2 separate regions of the Sus scrofa genome follow, and region 2 is linked to region 1. The links are chromatin contacts, called in public HiChIP or PLAC-seq maps. All regions are on one chromosome and are shown on one strand. The core of a region is the stretch at or near the end of the contact, and the rest is flanking DNA. Distances in the headings are between cores, read along the strand shown. Region 1 holds the start of MYBPH (myosin binding protein H). Region 2 overlaps CHIT1 (chitotriosidase-1).

The links. HiChIP or PLAC-seq counts read pairs in DNA pulled down with a chosen protein or histone mark.
Region 2: a contact with region 1 is called in an H3K27ac HiChIP or PLAC-seq map of skeletal muscle. The contact joins the enhancer-like site here to the promoter of MYBPH in region 1. A contact is called at or near these places in 19 of 47 Hi-C or Micro-C datasets (adipocytes, alveolar macrophages, blood and 9 more) and 2 of 2 datasets of contacts at active chromatin or transcription factors (alveolar macrophages and skeletal muscle).

What each region holds. Positions count from the first base shown.
Region 1 is chr9:113,878,742-113,884,602 of Sscrofa11.1, reverse strand. MYBPH (myosin binding protein H) reads left to right here and starts at 2,108. Exons shown (of 10, transcript NM_001033014.1): 1 at 2,108-2,389; 2 at 2,497-2,631; 3 at 3,334-3,501. The coding sequence starts at 2,179.
Region 2 is chr9:113,923,781-113,929,641 of Sscrofa11.1, reverse strand. CHIT1 (chitotriosidase-1) reads left to right here. Exons shown (of 11, transcript XM_003130296.4): 10 at 822-948; 11 at 1,492-1,927. The coding sequence ends at 1,736. Among named protein-coding and RNA genes, the nearest start is that of CHIT1, 15 kb to the left of the region's middle. Within about 2 kb of position 3,506, at least 17 of the 83 cell types and tissues checked have an H3K27ac peak or open chromatin away from gene starts, as enhancers often do. A contact at or near this core is called in alveolar macrophages, fetal skeletal muscle and skeletal muscle, where this site is marked.

The DNA of each region.
Region 1 (5,861 bases), core at 859-3,358:
TCTGAACCAGCTGGAGCTGGGCAGATGCAACCGATCCCAAGGTCACAGCCCTGCTCAAGGCAAAGGGAATAAGAACTTGGCCACAGCCTCTAGGGGTACCTGGCATGTCACTGTTGGCCAGTGGGCCAAGCACTCCCTAATCCCAGCCCACTGCCCACCCCACCACATAGGGATCTTTGAAACCCCAGGGTCTGTGAGTTCTCCAGGGCAGCAAACCCCCACCCCCTTCCCCTGGCCACCCTCCCCCATCCTGGGACAGGCTCTGCAGGGCTGACTCAGGGTCCTGCAGAGTTAGTCACATTCACTTATAGCTGCAGAGTCAGAGGCCAGGGATGGGGATCGGGTCTCCAAGGCCCGCCCCCTACTGGGCAGGACATTTGTCATCTGGCAAAGGGCATAGGCACCCAAGCGGGGCAGGATCTGGAGGCTCCCCAGGCCCTCTGTGGCCTCTCCTCAACAAGGACAGCAGGTGGTAAGATGTGGCCACACTCCTGTGCCCCTGGCCCCAGGGAAGGGGGAGAAGGTATGTGTGGCTGAGGACCCTAAATAAATTCCATGTGTATTTATTTTTCAGTTGTGAGCTATATCATCCATGCTGAAGAGTGCATAAAATGTATTTATTTAATTGAAAGAATTCCTTTATAGTGAAAGCCTGTGTAACCATTACGCAGGACAGGAATCAAGACCTCATTAGTGGCCCTGAGCTCCAATCACATACATCCCCGTCGCTGCCCCCAGAGGCCAGCACTCTCCTGACTCTCCCTGTCTTCTTTTGTAGAGATGCCCCTTGAAGAAGAGAGCTGGTGCCGCCTGTGTGTGAATTGAACACGAGTGGGAATCACACCACTCTGTGTGTCCAGCTCCTTTTGCTCCCCATTATGTCTGTTAGATCACCCGTGTAGCTGAAGCTTTTATTCTAGTTTTGGTTTCTAGGTGCAGAGACACTGCACAGTTAATTATGGATCCCCTTGTTGAGGGAGGGCTGCTTTCTCCAGATTTGGCGACTGCAGACAACACTGCTGTCAGCATTGGCATGTGTGTCTCCTGGGGTGCAGGTGTGAGGGTTTCTGGGGTGGGCCATAGAGTTTGAACATTTTCAACTTGACCAGATGCTCACCCACTTTTGTCCAAAGAGAATGCTCCCATCTACACTCCCACCAGCAATGGGTGTTCTCGTTCCTCCCCCTCCTCCCTAACACATGTTATTTTCAGGGTTATTAAATCATCACCAGTCTTAACGTTTTACTGGATGAATGACTCAATGACTAGCAATTTGGTCCTGCCTGCCTCATTTTCCCCATGGCATGTACGTGTCCATGCCATGCCCTGCTTTGAAGCCTCTAGAAGTCTCAGAGTGCTGTCCTCCTCCAAGTTCTCTTCCAGATCTTCCTTACGACTTTATTCCACCCTCAAGGGCTAGGTGGGGGATTCTCACGGTGCTGTCTTTAGCAGAGAGGGAGACCAAGGGCCAGGCCAGGGGTTGGGGAGGCTGGGTGACCAGGGGACTTAGTTTCCCTTCCTGGGGTCCCATTGCCCTAAGATCCTCCTCCAATCATCCCCGCCTCAGGCATCCCAATGCCCTCCTTTTCTTGGCCCTCAACCTCACACAGCACAGGTGAAGCTCCTTGGGAACGTGAGGACCAGGGAATTGTGGGAATTCCCTGGCAACAAAGCAGGGAGTGCTCTCTGGGGAAGCCTGTTTCAGGCTGTCTGGACCCCAGCACCCAAGCTGAGAAGCCTTGAGCACAAGGGCCCCACAGAAGCCAAACATGCAGAGCTTGATCTGGGTTTATTCTCCAGATGAAAGCTCTTGTTCCCAAATGCCCTGACCCCTGGCACAGGCTCCCGGCAAGTCCCATCTCACCCATCTGTACCCTCCTCCCATCTGGGCACCAGAACCCCAGCTACTGAGATCCAATCAGGGTGATGGACAAGGTCCCGTGCTCCTCAAGGGACCCTTACAGTTCCTCCCCCAGAGCTATTCCTGGCTTAGGCTCCTCCCACGCTCTGGTCCCCCTGCCTGACCTGACCCCACAGCTGGGAATCACTTGCTTGGGGGTGGGGCAGCCCCCCTGACTATATATGCCTGGACCTAGGTGTCCCAGGCACCCTGGAAGCACAGACCCTCCACTGCTAATCCCTGCACACTCCAGCCTGACCCCTCAGCCAGCCCCAGCAATGACAGGAAAAGCCACCTTGGAGGCCCCCGACTGTGGTCCAGAGGAGACTGCCTCTGAATCTGCAAATGTGCCCGCCACAGAGCCCTCTGGAGAAGTGGCAGCTCCGAAGTCTACGGGGGAAGAGCAGACTCCCAAGCCACAGGAACCTGCCCCTCATGTACCTGCCCCCGATGCCCCAGCAGCCAGTAAACCAGCACCTCGGAGTGAAGGTGACAAGAGGGGGGACAGGTGGAGGAGGGTGGCAGGCATGGCAGGGAGTGGTGGGTGGAGAGCTTTTGGCCATGAACCTCTTCCCCTTCCCCTGCTTCTCCCTCAGATGTCCCCAGTGCCCCGCTGCTGCTGGCCGTGGAGGACGTGGGTGATAGCTCGGTGACTGTGAGCTGGGAGCCCCCGGAGTGGCTAGGGAAGCTGGGTTTCCAGGGCTACGTGCTGGAACTCCGCCGAGAGGGAGGTGAGCTCTGGGCTGAGCCCTGAATACACGCAGGGAGGGGGGATTGGAGGGCAGCAGGGACAAGCCCCCAGTTCTGCAGTTGGGTCAGTCCAGGAGGAGGGATGGGAGAAGCAATGCTTTCAACCCACTCACCCAAGGCTTCTTGCTCCACCAATGCCCCTCTGAGAGCAGGAAGATGTCCAAACCACCTAAGGAGGCCCCTTGTCCTTGAGCTCCCGAAAGAAGAGTTGGGGACACCGGGGCACAGCTCCGTGAGAACGAAGGCTGTGCTAAGTCTCACAGGACACTGCTTGGGGAGGGCAAGCAGAAGGCTGAGAGCAGAGAAACTGAGGGGGAGGGCTAAGTCAGAGGAGGAGACAGTGAAGAGAAATAGGCAGCGGCGGGGTCTCTGGCCAAATTCCTGATGCCACTGTCCTGCTGTCCATCTCCATGACAGTCAAGCTCAGCCTGGCCTCTGCCTTTGCCCCTAGCTTGCTGTGTGACTTGGCAGATGTGTCCAACTCTCTCTGGTCACCACTTGAGGGCTCTAACATCAGGTGTCTTTGATGCAATTTAACAATAAGAGGCAGGGAGGGAGAGCGTTGGGAAATGCAGGCTCCAAAACTTCAGCTTCCTCCGATCACCATTGAGAAGGGTGGCTGCACTGAGAAGGGTGCCCACGGCCATGGAGCCATGGCCATGCACTCTCTTCATTTCCCTCAGCCTTGGAGTGGGTGCCTGTGAACACCCGGCCCATGATGGTGACCCAGCAGACCGTGCGGAACCTGGCTCTGGGTGACAAGTTCTTCGTGCGTGTGACTGCGGTGAGCTCTGCAGGGGCTGGCCCACCGGCTGTGCTGGATCAGCCTGTCCACATCCAAGAGACCATTGGTAAAGCTCATCCCTTCATCTTCTTGCACCGCACCCCTACCCCCGCCCCACTGCCAGGATCCTTGTCTAATGGGTGGAGAAACTGAAGCCAATGGGCAAAGCGAGCAGGGCAGCCCTCTCCCCCATCCCACACTCACGTGCACAAGCCACCTGCTATCACCATCTTGCCTCAAGAGAACTCCAGGTTCCTCAGCAGCAAGGGGCCTCTGGAGGTCAAAGAGGCCATTTCCCTGAGTGGCCCTGCCCCCAAGAGTTGGGAGAAGGGCTTCTTGACCCTCAGAAATGAAAGCTCAAGCTCCCCAGGTCACCTGCCTCAGGGTCCCAGTGCTTAGAGTCATTCAGTTCTTCCTCCTATCCAATCTTAATCCCATCAGAGACCACGGAAGCTCATTTCATAGTGCTTGGGTTCCAGATTCTCCCCCAAATTTTGAAACAAAGAGGTGTTTCCTTGCCTCTTGCTGCACCACATCCCTAGTGGAGGAAGACGCATGCCTGCAAAAGGCCCGTGAAAGTTTCTCCATCCCCAGAGGCCAGTGCCATACTGGGAACCTGGGAAGCCAGCTGCTGTCCCCTTGCAAAGATTTCTATTTGTAGGGTGCATTAGCCTCAAGCCTACCCTTGCTCCCGTCCCAGGGCTGATCAGGTTTCAGTCTGTTAATGGCAGTGAGTCATTTGGTCTGATCTGAGGTCTCTGGGGACAGCCCAGAGCCCCAGGGTGATGAGAGATATAGGCCAGCAGGTGGCCTGAGGCCTTGTCCACCTTCCTCCTTGTTGCCCCCTGTGTCTCCCAGAGTGGGACCCCATAGTCCTGGACAGGGTTTCTAGAAAGAGGGGGCTTCACAGCCACAAAAGGGTGAAGTTTGGATTCAAGGAAATACTTCTCAATCCTAAGGCCTTGGAGATGTGGGAACCACAGGGCTAGAGAATGTAGAAGTGTAGATTGTCATGGCCAGTCAATCCAAGCCAAGGAGGTCCCAAGGCACCCCAGGACTCCTTGGAGGTCACCCAACATACTAACGGGGCCTCAGAACCTGACTCCCACACAGGCCCCTCATGTCCCACCAGTAAGCAGGGAGTCTTCTCTAGTGGTTTTCAAAACCAGAGGACATTCGCACTTTTTGAGTCTGGGTGAGACCTGGCCCCTCTTGACAGCTCAATATGGACACATTGACTTTAGCCTGGAGGTGCCAGGAAGCCCTCCTGGCTGGGGCAGATGCATCCTTGACTTTCTCTGGGAGCCCGGGGAGCTCAGACCCTGGGAGCCTGTAGAGAGCAGGTTTCTGAGAGCCTTCATTGAAGGAGCCAGCCAGACTCAGCACCCACTACTCCATTAAAATTCCTCTGGCAGGAGAGAAGGGGATTTCCTGGAGAGAAGAGGGGAAGGAGGCCATGAATAAACAGGGAGCAGCAGGGCCTCCTCATGGGCAGGGAAGGGTGGGGACCCTGTCCAGAATCCACAGCTACTCAGCTGTCCCTCCACAGCCACCTGGAGCTGCCAAGCATGCCTGGCCCCCTGCAGCTGCCCCTGGAACATTCCAGGCCTGATGCTCCCAGGCCAAGTGCCTGCACAGCTAATCCTCAGAGACACAGTGTTCCTTCTTACTGTCTCCTCCCTCTCCACCCTGTGTGCCACGGACCAACTGCTGCCACCTGTTTGCTACCGAGGAGCCTCAGCCACTACCACCCCTGCCCCCGCCCAGGGGGATGGTGGCATGGTTGTTGCAGCTTCCCTTGGAAGGCTCACAGCCTCAGCGGTTGCATCTGGTGATGGTCAGGAAAGTGGTTCTCTACTGTAGCATAAGGCTGAAGTAAGGTGTCAGGAAGGACTTCCCAACCATCAGACTGAAAGGTACTGGGAGGGGGAACAGAGAAGGAAGGGGGTATGTCTACTCTGGTTTCATTCAGAAAGGGAAATATCCCAAGCCTCCCATATGGCTTGGAGACAGCAATGGGCAAATGGGTCTCACTGGGGCTTCTCTGAAGGCCTGAGCTGGTACAAGGCAGGGGGAGAAAAGACAGCACTGTCATCCTTCCTAGGAATGCAAGGCGACAGGTGCAGCACCTGCTTCCCACTAGGGGGAGCCAGAGAGCCAGCCAGGGCCCATCTGGAGCCCAGGAATGCCTGGGCTGCAAGGCAAATCCCAGCCTGGCAGGGTCGTGGCGCCAAGGGAGTGCCCAGGATGCCTACCAGTTCACACCGTGGAGGCCCTGCCCTCCTGGAACCTCCTGGCACTCAACTCCCCAAGGGCCTTAGGGGATTTGGGCCCCTGGAACTGGGGCATGAACTTTGCCTTTCCCACAAGGAGGCAGCCTCAGAGCACACACAGGAGCCCTCCTGCACAGCCAGCAGTCTTCACCAG
Region 2 (5,861 bases), core at 2,257-4,756, 44 kb before region 1:
GTCAGTTATTTTGCAGGGCAGATGATGGCAGGTTCTTCTGAAGGTGTAGACAAAGTGCTCTGAAGGGACTGGGGAGGTAGAGTGAATCTGGCTGGGGGAGATGAGAGAAGAGATCACGGTGGAAGGGATTTTGAGAAAGTCTTCGAGCAGAGGAGGTGGGGCTTCTCTGGAGGAAAGCACAGAGACAAAGACATGATGGAGAGGAAAGGGGGGGTGGCCTCTGAGAGCAGGATGTACCCTCAGCTGGAACCCTGAGTGAGCACTGGTGTAGGAAGGGAGGCAGCTGGATGCAAGGCTGGGGCCGACAAGAGTTCTGGACCACCCCTATCTGTGAACCGCAGCCTCACACCAGAGGTGAGCCATGGCCCTCTGTCAGGGTTAGGAGCCAGGGAAGACCACTCTGAGGGGACACACAGCCATACCCTGAGGAGGCCTCAGGGATCTGGTGGAGGAGAGAAGGCCCTCAGGGAGAAAGAAGACAAGGAGTTGATTCAGATCTTTGGCGAAGCTCAGTCATTCCCTAGGGTAACTGAACTCACCATAACCAGCACACCGTACCCCAAACACAGCAGCGCAGCCCAGAAAAGGCTGAGATGTTAAGGCTTCCAACCTAAGGAAGTCCACATATCCATGGACGCCTCACATCTCCACCCTCATGCTTGTGTCAGGACAGGAGGATTCAAGAAAGAATCCTGTCTGGCAGCGGACAGGACTCATGGGCTTGGGGGTGCTGGAGAAAAGAGGGCCCTGCCTGGATGAGGAAGCAGGCTCTAGGCTCTACTTCCCTGAGCTCTTCCTCCTGCATCTCGCTCCTTACACAGGTGAGGTGCCTGAAGCAGAAGAGACTGGGCGGGGCCATGGTCTGGACACTGGATATGGATGACTTTGCTGGCTCCTTCTGTAACCAAGGACGATATCCCCTCATTAAGACACTGCAGTTGGAGCTGAGTGAGTAGGGGGGCCAGGGACCAGAGGCAGAATTCAGGGTAGCGTATGTACGCCCCTTCCTGAACCTCAGGTCCTGGCTCTTGCCCCTAAATAGTTATTTCCCACATTTTATCCCCAGCCCAGGAGCTGAGGAAACTATTGAAATGATACTTTTCACACTCTTCTTCTTCCTTTCTGGTTGTACCAATGCCAGCCCAGGGCGTTGGTAGCCAGGGCTTCCCTCTAGGGGGCCCTCAGCCTGGGAAGAGCAGCTGGCTCCTCTCTTCTCAAGGAGAAAGCTTGCACCCAGACCACACTGGCCTCACCAAAACTTGGTTGGGCTTAGCTGGCTGTTGACTGCCTATGACACACATAGCCCCAGTGTTTTCTCTTGAGCTGTGCTCCAGCTGTAGTTTGGGGCTGTTGTCTGGCTGTTCTCTGCCTGGGGTATCTGCTTATGCCCTGCTTGTAGGGTATGGGGTAATGAGCTGCTGCCTCTGTGCTTGGCCTATGGGTTTGGGGTCTTTTGGATGAGCCTTAACAGAATCATTGATGTTTTTCCAGATCTTCCCTACATGCCTTTAGGCCCACCAGAGCCTGAAGTTCTAGCACCAGACCAGTCCTCTGAAGCTGAGCATGGCTCCAGCTTTGGACAAGACATTTTCTGCCAGGGCAAAGCTAATGGTCTCTACCCCAACCCTCTGGACCGGTCCAGGTACTATAGTTGTGCAGAGGGGAGGCTGTTCCAGCAAAGCTGCCCAAAGAGCCTGGTGTTCAGCTCCTCTTGCAAATGCTGTACCTGGAGTTGAGTCTCCAAGGCCCTATAGACCCCAGCACCTGGGTAAGCACCCAGGACCCCTCCACAGCCCACTTCCCCAGCTCTCCGTGGCAGATGCAATCTGGCTTCTTGTGACTTTCCAAATTCAAGCTTTCTGTTCTCAGTCATGGGTTACTGGGCTGCTTATTTTTGGTAAAAATAAATCTTTGGTTTACATCCAACTGCATCCAGATGTGATGAGTTACAGATGCTGTCTAAGCACACTCTTAGTTTAAAAACTACCCTGAGGAAGTGGTGCCAAGGGGAGTGGTGGTGACACAGGCATATCTAGGTCAAAGCCAGGTGAGAAGGTGGGCCATTCAGGATGTGCCAAATTCTGTGTCAGGTATCGCCTTGAGGACTCCACATTCCAGTGTGCAGCTTCCAGGGCACATATGACTGCATCTGGAGCATAGCCCTGGATGTGACAAGTTCTTCACTGGCTGGAAAAGAAGCCTTTAGGCTTTTCCTTGTGACCTCCACTCAGGTGTTACTCCCAAGATGCACACTAGATGGCAGCAGAGAAGAGCATTCCCCTGCCTTGAGGGCTCTGCTCACAGCCATCGGCATTAAAAGGAGAATCCAGACCCTGCTAAGTGCTCATTTGCCAGATGAGGTAGAGACAATTATTACCCTCGCCTTATAGGTATTTAAACCGAAGACTGATTCTAACCCAGTTCAGAGACCACAACTGAGGCCTAAACGGGCCAAAATGTGCCAGAAGGGCCTGTATACACAGTATCTTGGACAGAGTAATCCAAATGGTCTTTGAAGCTTTTGGTTGAATCTTGGTCATTTTATTAGAAGAAAATCTCCATCTAAGCTAATGGTCCATCTTGCCATGCAATCACTGAAGCTAGTTTTGGGGATGGGACCCAGGCAGGCAGCTGCGGATGGGGACAGGTGGGGAGAGAGGAGAGGAGCTGGCCCTTCACAAGGGTACGACCAGCACAATGACAGATAAAAGAGATATAAAAGGGAAAAGGATGGCAAAGCATTTTAGATGGAGCTGCCTCTGAGAGGCTGGTGGAGGCTATGGCAGGAGTGGGGAGCTGCTCAAGGGTCCCCTGAGCACCACATTCAATGCCTTGCCACATCATGCTGTCCAGGCAGCTACTTTTTCTAAGCATCTTCACCGCTAACAAGCACTCCTAGAGCTCCTTCTGTCATCTTCTGATAGAGATAAAACCCATTTCCCCACGATCAGGGAAGATAGCCAGTCATAAATGAATTAATTAAGCCAAATATTATTTCAGTCATTCAGGCAAAAAAAAATGTTTTAAAAATACATCTCAAGTAGAAAAACACCATCTTTGAAGGCTCACTGTTGAATTCCTCTTGGGCTTAGCCTCACTTTGTTCAGCATGGGAGTGGGGAGAAGAGCACATCCAGGCACTCCTGGCATTCCTCCTCTCCTTCTTGGCCCCTGCCATATGGCCTGAGAGATCTGGGGAGCTTAGGATGGCCCCAGCGCCCCACTCCCTCCTTCACAATGTCCTTGCCATTCCCAGCTGTTGCCCAGGCCAATAATAAACTGACAACGCCAAGCAGCCAGGAGCCCAGGCTTAGCTGAGGACACTCTTCCAGTCCTCCCACCCCCTCAGCTCCTTCATTTTTTTGGAGTCCACATGCCAAGAAGGGACACAGAAGGGGAGGCATCTGGAGGGAAAGAGCAGAAGGACTCACTGCCCATAACCTTCATCATGACCATGACTTGCCCCTGATCTTCCTCTGAAGCAGAGCAGCTGGGGTAGTGAGGAGCTAGACATGTCTAAAGCAGCCCAGACCACATTCCCTAAGCTCCTTCCGACTGTTAAATTTGAGATCCTTGAGCTGTAGCAATTGTTTATATGACCTTATTTGGTGAAGGGATGGAAACCTTCACCCTATTTAAAGTTAGCTCTTGATTTGCCGCATGGGGCTTATCTGTGTCCATGCGTAAGTCAGGGGCTGCCTTTCAGAGTACAACCCAGGGCTCTTCACTCAGCCCTGCCCCACTGAAAGGCAGACCTCACATATGAGGGGCTCAGATTCTGTAATATGAGCCAGGGCAGGACTTGAGGCTGGACATCTAGGATGCCTAAAGTCAGAGTACAGAGAGATGGTCACCCCATCATATTCCTACCACTGTCACCCAGACCCGAAAGTGACTTGATAAGGTAGAGAGTATACTAGACCTTTACCTCCCTGTGTAGCCTTGGGCAAGTCACTTCTCATTCTGAGTCCTCAGTGTCACTTTACAGTGGGCAGGTTTGACCTACTGGTCCCAGCTAGTCACCACTGAGCACCCCTTCCCAGGAAACAGGAAAGCAGGGGAGGACTGGAGCCTCCATTTCGCCTAAGTATTGTCCCTTCATCCTGCTCTCCCAACTGAAAGACCCCTTTCTTTCCTCCCCTCCCCGCCCCATTTTTGTAACACCAACAGCATGTGGAAGTTCCCAGTCCAGGGATCGAACCTGCGCCACGCCAGTGACCTGAGCCACTGCAGTGACAAAACCAGATCCTTAACCTGCTTAGCCACAAGGGAATTCCAAAGCTTCTTTCAATATAAGTCTTGAGCTGAATATGGGAGGCAGGCTCTGTGGCTCCCTCCTCCACTTCTGTCTCTCTGTCTGTTTTTCTCACACACACACACAAGCACATGCACACACATGCACGGGAAACTTGTGCGTTCTTGGCCAGGCCATGGGAGCTGCTGCATTGGGGCGGGGCCTTTTTTTGCCAGAGTCTGTCTTTACGCATTATTCGAGCCTCCACCTTCATTAGCAGACTCCAGCCAGGCCTTCCCTGCCTTCCTATCTCCTATCCCTGCCTTCCTATCTCTTTCACATCTGCAGGGGCAGCCACAGGGCCAAAGCCAGCCAGCAGCTGAGCATGGCACTCTGGCTGTGTTCCAGAGCATCCGTGGAGTGATTCAGAGGTCACTGGCCTTTGGCGGGCATCCAGACCTCCATTCCCCAGAGGTGGAGAGATCTTTCGGCACACCAGTCCTCAAATGCCTTGAGACAATCTCTTTCCAATCCCTTAATCCAGTATGTAGGAGCCATTTTCTATTAAGAGACAGTGACCTCAATGGAAAGAAAAATCCACCCAAGGGTCATATAATCATATAAAATTACCTAATTTAGGTGTGGATGCTGCTCCTCCTTCTTTTTAACTAGGAGAATGTATAAGAATTAAACATACCTGGAGTTCCCATCATGGCTCAGTGGTTAACAAATCCGACTAAGAACCATGAGGTTGCGGGTTCAATCCCTGGCCTTGCTCAGTGGGTTAAGGATCTGGTGTTGCCGTGAGCTGTGGTGTAGGTCACAGACTCGGCTCAGATCCCGCGTTGCTGTGGCTCCGGTGTAGGCCGGCGGCTACAGCTCCGATTCAACCCCTAGCCTGGGAACCTCCATATGCCGCGGGAGTGGCCCTAGAAAAGGCAAAAAGGCCAAAAGCCAAAAAAAAAAAAAAAAAAAAAGAGAGAGAATTAAACATACCTGACTTTAAAAGGAAGACAAGATTGTATTAAATAGTCAATACTTTAAAGTATGTCTTCATTCCAAGTTTTGGACAGTTGAGACACTGCAACTTGAAATAATGTGAAGGAAAGCAAAAGCAAGGAATTTGTGATGGGAGAAAAGAAAGATAAAAAGTTAAGAAAAAAGATGAAGGAGAAAGCTTAGGGAGAAAGAGAGATGAAGTTAGGAGAGAGCGAGGAAGGCTCACGAGGACAGCTGCTAACTCGCATCTTCTGGACTTTGTGTTCCTGGTCATCCCTAACCTAGTAATGCTGGTCTTTGGGTTTTTACCTGCACATAGGTTACCATTTATAAAGAGTAAACATGGTAGGTGCTTATTTCTATTACATCATTTAATCTTCACAAAAACTCTAAAATTTCAATTTTTTTTTTTTTTTGGCTTTTTGTCTTTTCTAGAGCTGCTCCCGTGGCATATGGAGGTTCCCAGGCTAGAGGTCTAATTGGAGCTATAGCCACAGGCCTATGCCAGAGCCACAGCAATGCGGGATCTGAGTCACATCTGCAACCTACACTACAGCTCATGGCAATGCCGGATCCTTAACCCACTTAGCAAGGCCAGGGATCAAACCCGCAACCTCACGGTTCCTAGT